2 separate regions of the Mus musculus genome follow, and region 2 is linked to region 1. The links are chromatin contacts, called in public promoter capture Hi-C maps. All regions are on one chromosome and are shown on one strand. The core of a region is the stretch at or near the end of the contact, and the rest is flanking DNA. Distances in the headings are between cores, read along the strand shown. Region 1 overlaps Insr (insulin receptor). Region 2 holds the start of Mcemp1 (mast cell expressed membrane protein 1).

The links. Promoter capture Hi-C pulls out the DNA fragments that hold promoters and counts their contacts.
Region 2: a contact with region 1 is called in a promoter capture Hi-C map of liver, with 2.8 times the contacts expected there. The contact joins the promoter of Mcemp1 here to the enhancer-like site in region 1. A contact is called at or near these places in 15 of 39 promoter capture datasets (the 3T3-L1 cell line, the HPC-7 cell line, cranial neural crest and 8 more), 4 of 484 Hi-C or Micro-C datasets (cortical neurons, embryonic stem cells, myocytes and 1 more), 6 of 115 datasets of contacts at active chromatin or transcription factors (the 230-238 cell line, astrocytes, embryonic stem cells and 1 more) and 1 of 9 other capture datasets (embryonic stem cells).

Annotation. Positions count from the first base shown.
Region 1 is chr8:3,182,622-3,188,298 of GRCm38.p6, reverse strand. It overlaps Insr (insulin receptor), which reads left to right. Exons shown (of 21, transcript NM_010568.3): 10 at 3,147-3,348. Among named protein-coding and RNA genes, the nearest start is that of Insr, 94 kb to the left of the region's middle. Within about 2 kb of position 3,493, at least 5 of the 459 cell types and tissues checked have an H3K27ac peak or open chromatin away from gene starts, as enhancers often do. A contact at or near this core is called in liver, where this site is marked.
Region 2 is chr8:3,663,454-3,669,130 of GRCm38.p6, reverse strand. Mcemp1 (mast cell expressed membrane protein 1) reads right to left here and starts at 3,369. Exons shown (of 7, transcript NM_026985.1): 1 at 3,295-3,369; 2 at 2,990-3,079; 3 at 1,994-2,125; 4 at 1,821-1,871; 5 at 1,577-1,732; 6 at 886-939; 7 at 226-799. The coding sequence starts at 3,349. The coding sequence ends at 786.

The DNA of each region.
Region 1 (5,677 bases), core at 2,244-4,743:
TTTTTGTTTGAGACAGGGTATCTTACTAGACCAGACTTACCCAGCAGGCCAATTTGGCTAGTGAGTGACCCTTAAGAATCCTCCTGTCTCCAACTCCCCATTGCTGGGATTACAAGTATATCTCACATAACCAGCTTTTCACATGGGTCCTGGGGATCCAAAACTCAGGTCCTCATGCTTGCCTGCACTTTAGTGTCTGAGCCATCTCCTCGGAGCACACACATACTGTTAGACATTGCACATGGATCCATATCTACCATCTCCACAGTGCACATACATATCTTTTGACATTGCACATGGAACTTCACTCACCATCTCCACAGTGCACAGACACAGACACACAGACACACACACACACAATTTACTAAAACAGAACAAAAAAACTTACAACCCACCATCAAATTAGAGAAAGTGAAAATGTGCTGTTCATTTAGTTGATGGATTCTGGATTCTGTCTTTGATTCGTTTTTGGTTAGCAATATCCTTAGCCTGTGACCTTGTAGAAGCAGGCCAAGGGGGCTGCTGGAGAGGTGTGGCTGAGGTCTGTCCTTGAATCCACCCCTGGCCTGGTATCTGGTTTTGGCTAAGTCACAGCAGCAAGTAGTCTGTCTCCTTTTGTAGAGAGGGGCAGAGGACAGATGACTCCTGGGAACAGTCCCAACTCTAAGATCATGTGCTATATGTATGCCTGTGACATCATTCCTGCCTTGGCCAGGATCACCAGCTAGGTTTATCTCCTTGCATACTTTATATAGTTTGGGAGCAAGTCCAGTCCTAGGCTCAGCACTGACTTGTTGGCTCTGAATTTGAGTATAGGAAACCACCAGCTAGCCAAAGCTATACTTTTTGTTTTGTTTTGTTTTAAAAACCAGCAACTTAAAAAAGTTTGATTGTGCTGTTGTTTGTTTTTAAACAAAGTTTCACATGACCCAGGTTGGCCTTAAACTCATGATGTACCCCGAGGATGACCCTGATCGTCCTGTCTCTGCCGATGGAGTGTTAGGGTGACACTCTCCACTATGCCAGGGCTACTGCAGCCAACTTTCATTCTGTAGGTGGAAATTCCAGATTGCAGAAGCTGAGGATATAGCTTAGTCCGTAGAAAGCTTCCTAGTATTCAGGAAGCCCTGGGCTCCATTCCCAGCACCATATAGACCCAGTGCAGGGGGTTCAGTCCTGCTACTGCAGCATTTGGAAGGTGGAAGCAGGAAAGTTGGGCATTTAATGTTATCCCTACCTACATAGCAAGTTTGAGTCCTTTCTAAGGTATATGAGACCCTGTCTGAAAACAAAAACAAAATCACCTTACATCCATGAATAACCACAAGGGTATTTTAAAAAATGGTGATAAGTGAATATTACAGAATTTATTTGCACTTGAATGAGTATAGATGCATACACATTTCTGGTCTGACTGAGACACATTTAAGAAGGTGAATGCATATCTTCTTAAATGTTACACACGGTCCCACACTCTTCTGGAAGCACACGAAGGACTTTATTTGAAGTTGATGACAGGTGTCTTGCTCTGTGGATCCTTGTTTTCTGAGGTAGGACTTTTTTTTTATTAGCTCCCTAATTTGTCTAACCTGGCTGGCCAATGAGTTCCAGGGATCCTCCTGTCTCTACTTTCCCAGTCCTGAGGACTAAGATGTGTGTTATTATGTTTGGTTTTCATGTGGGTTACCAGGGTTTGAACTCAGGTCCTCATGCTTGCGTGCTAGTCACTTTACCTACTGGATCACTTCACCAGTCCACAGAGCTTATACTAAGGAGGCCTAACAATAGTTGAACAATTATGAATTATGTGGACAAAGGCAGAGTGTGGAGGCCACCTTTGGAGGAAATGGAATACCAGTGTTGAATGAGGACAGAGCTTCGGTTTAGATGAGAGTTCTGGAAATGGTTAGAGGCAATGATGGTGCCACACTGTAAGTAGACACCACTAACTATGTACCCACACATGATTTCAATGGTACCATTTTATGTTATGTTTATTTAACCATAATTTCTATAATACATATAATAAATGACCAGTAGTACCTTTCTGTTTATATCATAATTTGAGTCTATTTTTAATTGTGGTGAATTTGGAGCTAAGGAAATGATACTGGATAAAATGTCTGCTGTACAAACAGAATGACCTGAGTTTGGATCCCCAACGTCCATGTAGAGAAAAGCTGGTTTTGACAGCGTGCATTTGTAACCATCACACTGGGGAGGCAGAGACAGGCAGATCTCTGGAGCATGCTGGCCAGCTGGCCTAGCAACTTGTGAGGTCCAAGTTTAGTGAAAGACTCTGTCTCAATGACTAAGATGGAGGACTGGTAAGATATATCAGTGTGTAAAGGTATTTGCTGTCAAACCTTACTGATTAACTTTAATCACTAGAACCCACGTGGTAGAGAAAATAGATTCCAGAAAGTTATCCCCTGACATCAACATGTGCACTATGGCTTGTTCCCCTCCCTCATAAAATTAATTTAATAATAATATTAACAATAATAATAAACAAAGAAATGACTGTAGGAGACACTTGATGTCATGTAGTCAATCATACATAGATACAAGTAACACAAACATACACACAGAATGCACACAAACACACAGAGCAACTTTGGAGCTCCTGTATTGTAACACTGTAATTTGACTCTTTGGGAAGGGGAGGAAGGAAGAGAGAGAGTCCAGGCCAGTCTAGGGTGGGGAGTGAGTTCATTGCCAACTGGATAACATACTGAAGCCCTGTCTCAAAAAATGGGGTCTGGAGACATGAATTGTGATAGAGTGCTTGCTTAGAACCTCCAATGAGGAGACATGGCTGTGGCCTAAGGAATGACACCCAAGAATGACCTCTGGCCTAAATATGTGTGTGTGCATACACCATACACACACACACACACACACACACACTTGAACTAGGATTTGTTTATCTGTTCCACCTTACCGAGAAAGCACTGTGGTGCTGTGTGTGTGTGTATGTGTGTGTGTGTGTGTATGGTGTATGTATATTGGAGTATACTTTATGTCATGTGTATGTGTGTATGTTGTGTGTGTGGTGTGTATATGTGTATGTTGGAGTGTGCTTTGTGTCATGTGTGTATGTGTGTTCTGTGGGAGACTTGAGCCCACATTCTGCCTCTCCCTAGGGCTGAAGCTCCCTTCACGGACCTGGTCCCCACCCTTTGAGTCTGATGATTCTCAGAAGCACAATCAGAGTGAGTATGACGACTCGGCCAGTGAGTGCTGCTCATGCCCTAAGACTGACTCTCAGATCCTGAAGGAGCTGGAGGAGTCTTCATTCAGGAAGACCTTCGAGGATTACCTGCACAACGTGGTTTTTGTCCCCAGGTCAGAGCTTTGCACGGGCCAGCTCTCTTTCTGTCTGTTAGCTTGGTGCCATGACTTCTTAGGGAATGAACTCAGGAGACTGTGTAAGTGGGGAGGTGGCTGGAGCCTGAGCTCAATTGTGTGCTTTTGGTTGGAGGGGGAAAACAGTCTTGTTTGTTGTTGGGAAGAGGGCCCACTTAGGAAAGTATTTGCCCTTTTTAGGACAAAGGGCACAAGGACCTGAGTTTGGTGCCCAGAACCCACATAAAAAGCCAGGTGTGTGCTTATATTCCCATTACTGGGGAGGCAGACACAGTATTCCTGGGCCTTTCTGTTATCCAGACTGGTCTAACTAGTAATGTCTGGGCGTATAAGGACAAGGTGGACAGCATCTGAGAAACCATAGCCAACTCTGTCCTCTGGCTTTACATGCATGTCTACCTGATCACACATGTGCACTTACACACATATGTTCACATGTAAGTACACATGTGACCCACAGGTGTATTTGTGTACACACACACACACACACACACACACCCACACCCCCCCCCCCCACACACACAAATAATGCCTGTTGGTCACATGTGCACTTGTACATGGGTACAAACACACAAAAATATGTCTATGGGTTACACATGCACAAACACATGTGTATACACACACAGAAATACTCCTATGAATATGTATACACATGTATGCACACACACAAATACACCAGTAGATCACATGTTCCTGTACATATGTGTGCACACATATATAAATATGCCTGTGGGTTATAAGTTTCTTCTTTTTCCTGTGCCTGATTTGAACTGAAAACAAGTAGGCATGCGTGGGTCTAGTTCCCATCCCATGTATGTGTCTTACAGAATGTCATAACTCTGGGCATCAGGGACCCTGGAAGCGGTCTGTCTTGGCTCTCTACTCTTATATATACTGGTTTGAACAAGTTACTGTACTGCTCTGTGTCCCAGTGTTCTTATCTGTACAATGGACATAGCACAGTTGACCTTTGGGGTCTCGAGTGGATTGGATCCAGGATCCTGAGGTTACCCCACAGATTCTCAAGTCTCTTAAATAGATGTCTTAATCATATTCAATCACCTTCAGATAACTTATAACATCTTCAGACAATGACATGTTATATAATATTTTTTACACCACATTGTGTAACACAAGCAACATGACAAGAAAAACCCTGTACATGGTTAGAAAATATGACACAACTTTCTAGAGTCATTCTTTGACAATTTCATACACATACACAAAGGGTCTTTAGCATATTGACTCTCAGCTTCTCCCTTATACTCCCATCAACATGTCTGCCTCTTTCTTGTTGTTCTTGTCCTCCTCTTCTTCCTTCTTATGACTCATTGAACCAGTTAGCCCTACCTGCTGGAATTTCAAGTGGTTCTGGCTTGACCTCATGTAGGTCTTGTTCAGGTAGCCAGTGCTATATTCAGTTCATAAGTGCAATGACCATGTCATGTCCTGAAGACAGCATTCCATAGCACGCTCCCATTCTCTGGTCCTTACGTGCGTTTGTTTCCTGAGCCACGGTAGTGGCATTGATAGAAATTTTCCATTTAGGACTGGACACCCAACAGTCACTCATTCTCAGCACTTTGATCAGCTATGACTCTCTGCCCAGTATAAAAAGAAATTTCTCTGACCAGGGTTGAGAAGAGCAGTAATCTACATGCATAAACATAAATACTTCAAGGGCAGTTTGACAACATGTTTCTTTAGTAAAACAACTGAAGGCTCCCCATTAGTGCATGTAACTTCCTGAACTGGGCTTTTGAACAGGGTCACACATGAATTCTCTCCCATGGAGCAGGCCTCCTATCCCTGAGGGCAGTTGTTACCTCTTGTAATGGTCATGCTACTGTTTCATCAGTGGCCTATCTTGCCTGACAGGTCTACAGATAATTTTGATCCATAGTTGGTTGAACCCAAGAATGCAGATCTCCTGGATCCCACGGGCTTACTGTGTAATCGTTCTTTGTGTTCTAAGGTTGTAAGCCTGAAAGACTTACTCCGGGCTTCTCAACAGTGGTGTTGAGTGCTTGGATTCATGTTATTCCTCTGGGGTGGGACCCATCCTGGGACTCGTAGGATGCTGACCTTCTTGGTCCCCAACTGCTCAATTCTAGTAGCGCCTCTTCTCAGACATGACTTCTAGAGTATACTTCCAGAAACTCCCAGATGTTTCCAAGAACATGAGCTTTGAATATGCCTGCTGCTAAGGGATTTTATATTTTTTCCATCTTAGTCTCCTTTCCTCAAGTTCTTCATTAGATTTCTTGTCTGCCCACCCACCTCCTAAATCAGATGCAATTTTTCATTT
Region 2 (5,677 bases), core at 2,120-4,619, 480 kb before region 1:
GCTCTACTTTTGTAGCCAGAGCTGACCTTGAACTCATGATCCTCCTATCTCAATCAGCCTCTCAAGCGATGGAATTACAGTCCAGCTGCACCATGTCTGGCTTCCAGGACTGGGTGTTTTGTTTCATCACCAAACCAAAGCCCTAAATCCAATCTCCCCACCAGGTCCCAAAGTTCTGTCCCACAGGCCTCCCCAAAACAGCTCCAGAGTCATATCATTTCCCTTGGCATTTATCTTCTTGAATCATAAATACAAGTGCAGAAATCGATGGCTACATTTGTGTGCATGCCCTGAACACACAAGCTGACATGACCAAAAACACTAGGAATGACCCATGCCATGACACATCTCCAGGGTGATGTCTATCACCCACCACTTCAGTGACACACATACAGAACAGCCAGATGCACATACATGAGCAAGAGAATGGGGAGGCATGTCCTACATGTCACTTACACTTTGGGGACTTCTCGGGAATAGCTGCCAACCAGGACATGCCTATACTCACATAAGCCAGGGCATACACCTATGTGGCCCATAAAGAGTAACACCTGCTGTGACTGCCATGTTCTCTTTCCACCATAAACCCTTCTCCTGGAATACATGGAAACCCCAAATGCTCATTTGCATACACACCTCTTCAACACTCATTCCCCCTGGTGGAGAATCTTTTTTATATGAGGATGCACGGCAGGTTCACACTCAAGCTCAGTACCCACCCCCATCTGCCATCTTCACTAGCAGGTGCAATTCGGAGTCTTCACAGGTACTGCTGTGGTGTCCTCTTATGTACTGGGCTCTGTAAGAGAGGAGAGACCTGAGGTCAGGCAGACCAGCACTAGGTCTGGGACTCCACCCCAGTCCACCTCCCCGGCCCTGACTTACGAGGCTGTGCCTTCTTTTCTAGCGCCTCAAGAGTTTTCTTGATTTGGGTTATATCTGGGGGAAGGAGAGGAAACAGATAAATCTGGAATGGGGCTGCAAACAAAGCCCTGACATCATTAGTAGTTTCCAGTTTGAGTGAAGCAGATCCCTGTAGTGGAGGTTCACCGTAATGGTGTGGTGTGATGTGTGTGTGCACACGCGCAGTATACATGTGTTTATATTCATACATGTGTACACTTGTTTGTGCACATATGTGAGGAGAGCAGCGGTTGACATCAGTCAGTTGTGTTTCTTTAGAGATGTCTACCTTATTTTTAAAAACAGGACCTCTCACTGAACCTAGGGATTCACCCATTTGATTAGACTGGGTGACCTGTAAGCCACATATATCAGCCTATCTCTACCACCACGGCTCTAACCTGATGGCTGCGGTTACAGAACTGTGACACCGTGCCTAGCTTTTATGTGAGTCCTGGGGATACAAACTCACAACCCATGTTGTGCTTTCCTGAGTCACCTCCACAACGCCACTAGTGCTTAAGCAACCCCTCCTCTAGCTCAGAGGAAATATCTCTTGTCGGCTTCCAAATCCAGAGACCAGGGCCCTGTTTGCTCCTTGAATAACTAGTACCCTATTTGTTCTGAACATCCAAACACATTCATCCAAAGAGAACGGGTGTGCGAGGAGCACCTGCCGGCACAGTCTTCAGCCGGTCGTTTCCAGTCTGGATGCTACTCATGACTGTGCCAAGGGTCTTCTTGACCTCCTTGATGTCCCCCTGGGCAGCTTCCCAAATCCTCGTTTGCTGATTCTGGAGCTCCCGGATATTCCACACCGTGTCTGAAACTAAGGGCATGGAGTTTGAGGTGTTAAGATGGCTATTCTTCTGTTCCCACCAGCACCATCGTGGGCCTCCCCTGAGCCTCTCACTCACCATTCGAAAGCTCTGCTTTCAAGGTCCACAGCTCCTTGGACATCTCAGAATCTGTTTAGGAGAGAGTAGGAAAGCTTTAAGGTCCCGTCTCCATTTTAACCTCCTTGGAAATGGAGAGGAACTGGCGGTAATTCCCCAATCCCGTCCCTGGCCCGTCTTCCAAAATCACTTACTTTTCACCAAGACCAAAGCAGAGAGGACGATGCAGGATAAAAAGACGAGAGCAAGGAGAACATACAACATCATAATGGTTCTGTACAACCAAGGCGGGGACTCAGCTGGGTCCAGGGATGTCTTGAACTTGGCTGGGACAGAGACATAGGACATGTGAGCCCCAGAGCCCAGAGCCAGTTTTGTATTCCTTATATAGTGACCATCACATCCCTCTCAATAAATTATGCACAGCCAACAGCACTGCCAGAAGCATTTCAGAAACCCAGCCTCTTTCACCTCAGCTACAAAGCTACCCTCACCTTAGTACCATCACTCATGGGAGAGGGGGGTACAGACCGACAGGGAGACATGAAGCATGGGTTATCCTCCTTTGTCGTGCCACCTATTTCTTTGAGGCACGGACTCTTCCTGTTTATTCCCAGGTGGGGAAACACAATCTAGGGAATTATAATAAATCAGTCACGAAGGACAAAAATCAGCCTTATGATTAAGATGTATTTGTGAGCCACTAAAAGGAAGAAAAACAGCATGCCCCAGTGACCTCCTTGTGTCCAGCCCCTCGGTGCTGGGGTTAAGGCATGCACGGGACACCTGGTTTGTTCTGTGGATACTGGAATCTGAACTATAGTCCTCACACTTGTGAAGCACCACTTAACCACCGAGTCACACACCTCTCCAGCCTCACAAGTTAGTTAGTTAGTTGGCTAGTTAGGGTTTCTAGTATCCCAGACTAGCTTCTAACTCTCTCTGTAGCCAAAGATGTCTTTGGCTTCTGCTTCCAGATTCAGGGATAATAGGTGTGCACGCCCAGTTTATACAGTGCTGGCGATTGAACCCAAGGCTTTGAACATGCTGGGCAAGCTCTCTACCACAACCACAGCTGCATCACCATCTTTAATGCCACCATTGCCACCACCACAGTCCCCAGCACTCCCTCCCCCCTTCACATATGCCTTAAGGTTTTAGTGGGGGTGGGCGAGGGAGTGTCCGCTCACCTTGTTTTGTGGGTGTTGATTGGCTGAGTTTGAGTTGGTCCTTGTTTCTGAAGGCCAAGGTTATATTCTCGTAGTCAGGATTGTGAGCACCTGTGTGTGATTTGGTGGTGAGAGGAGGCGCTGAGACTCATCTAGATATGTGGGGAGTCAGTAGGGGAACTCAATCGGGCAGGAAGGACAAAGATTAGCTCTGTGCAGTGCAGGCATTTATGGGGCCCCTAGAAGGAAGGAGCTCTTCCATCCCTGACTGCTCCCACCTTCAGCCACACTTCTTCCTTTCCCCTTCCCGCCCCTAGGATCCTGACCTTCATCATGACCTGGCTTCCTCCGGTTCTTATCCTGGGAGGCTGATGCATGCATTCTGCTTGGTTGATTCACGTAGATTACCACAGCCTTAGGCGCTGGACCTCCCAAGTGTCCACACATCCCCACCTACCGGAAGATGTCAGATAGATGGGGAAATCTCATTTTGGAGGGGAGGGAAGCAGGGTTTGCTTCCTGCTTTCAGGGATCCACACCAGATCTCTCGCCCTGGAGGCATCTTCAGCTACCATATCAAAAGAGTCTTTAAAGGGACAGAAGTTTCATGGATGGTCAAGAAGCAACCCTAGATGTGATGACAGAAGAGATTTTTTTGTATACGAAAAAGTCTTTGATTCATGTTTCAAGAACACAAAACAACATTCATGCCATTAATCCAGTTTTAAAAATACCTTTCCACAATATTTCTTGTAGCTTGGACGATGATATATTTTATATACACTGTGTTCATTCTTGACACAGATTCTCTCTTAGTGCATTTTATTTTATTTTTATTTTTTAGTAGATATTTTTAATTTACATTTGAAATGTTATCATCCCCTTTCCTGGTTTCCCCTCTGAAAAGCCCCTATCCCCTCCCTACTCCCCCTGCTCACCAACCCGCCCACTCCCACTTCCTGGTCCTGGCATTCCCCTACACTGGGGCAACACAGAAGTGAAATTTTTGAGAAAGCTAGACTGTCTGGGTGAAAGACACACAGACGAAACAGACAGTTGGAATGTGCTTGATTCATCTCCCTTTTATATATGGGGTGGGAGGCAGAGGATGGCCTCAGCTGTCACTCCCAGGTAATGTCCACATTGTTTTTTAAGGCAGCAACTTTCACTAGCCTGGAACTCACCAAATATGCTAGACTGGCTGGCCAGCAAGCACTAATGACCCACCTCCTTCTACCTCCCCAGCTGGGGTTACAACTGTACCCCACATTCTCAGCTTTTCTTCTGTTTTCTATCTCTACAAAAAAAGGAGAGGGGGAGAGAGAGAGAGAGAGAGAGAGAGAGAGAGAGAGAGAGAGAGAGCGCAAGGAAAGAAAGAATGCTGTGTGAACTCAAGAGTCTGCCTTTTAGAACAATAGCTGGGTTTCCCAGCCCCCAACACCTTCCCTTCCCTCTCGGGCCTCGTTGCACAGTTCAACCAACCAACTTCTACTTTTTGTAAGTCCCTCATGTTAACTGATTGCATCACTGGAGCTAAGGAACTCTCTGAGGCACCACAGAGAGCAAAGCGGATGTTAGGCAAGGATAGAAACCACTCTGACCCCACACCTATACCCAGTACTGATGTCAGACCCATATCCTTAATGCTTACCCTGGTGGAGTCCTCAAGGTCTTCTCTCCTCCACAGAGACACGCCAGAAAAGAAAGGCATTTACTCCATCTGTCTGCTCCCCTACCTGGCTCACACACATACATGCACACTCAAACCTCCACATGCCTTCAGTCTCAACTCAGCTCATCAATGCAGGCCACATGTTCACTTACACTCTTTTGTAAATACAATGCCCAAATGAATATACATGTATACCTGCATATTTAGTATATCTATACTCTTAGATTTTTTTTTAAAAAAAGACTATTTATTCAAAGAACTACTAGAGGTATCACCATCCCTGATCTCAATTACCAAATTGTATTACAGAGTTATGGTAATAAAAACAGTGTGGTATTGGCACAAAACAACCACATTGACCAATAAAGATGAATGAAGACCCAGACAGAAATCCACATATCTATGGACACCAGATTTTTGACAAAGAAGCCAAAACTGCACTGTGGGAAAAGATAGCTTCTTCAACAAGTAATAATGGTTATACTTGATGATATGATACTGCATACATATTTGCACGTAGAAGAATACAAAGTTATTACTTATTGTAGCAGGAATAGCAGGGCCACCTCTATGTAGACACTGGGGGCCATGCAGCCACAAAAGCATCTCCTGCAGGAGGACATAATTGAGGACTGCCTGAGAGACCAAGGATTGCTGGTGCAGACAAGGCCGGCCAATCAGGAACTACTGTTTAGAAGGGATGCTTTCTTGGGACCAATGGGGGTGCAGGTGGAGAGTATTAAAGGAGCTTGCAGCAGGCATTTCTCACCTGCTCATGGAGTCTGTGTCATTGACTCTGCACCTCTTCATCTCCAACTGCTCAGGGCAGGTAGGGTTAGACGGAGAGCTGTCCAGGGCACAGGCAACAACTTAACACCCTGCATAACGCCAAACTCCAAATGTATCAAGAACCTCAACATAATGCTAGGTACACTGAATCTGATAGAAAAAGAAAGTAGGGGTTAGTCTTGAACTGTTGGCACAGGAAAAGACTTTCTGAACAGGATACGAATAGCACAGGCATTAGGATCAACAAT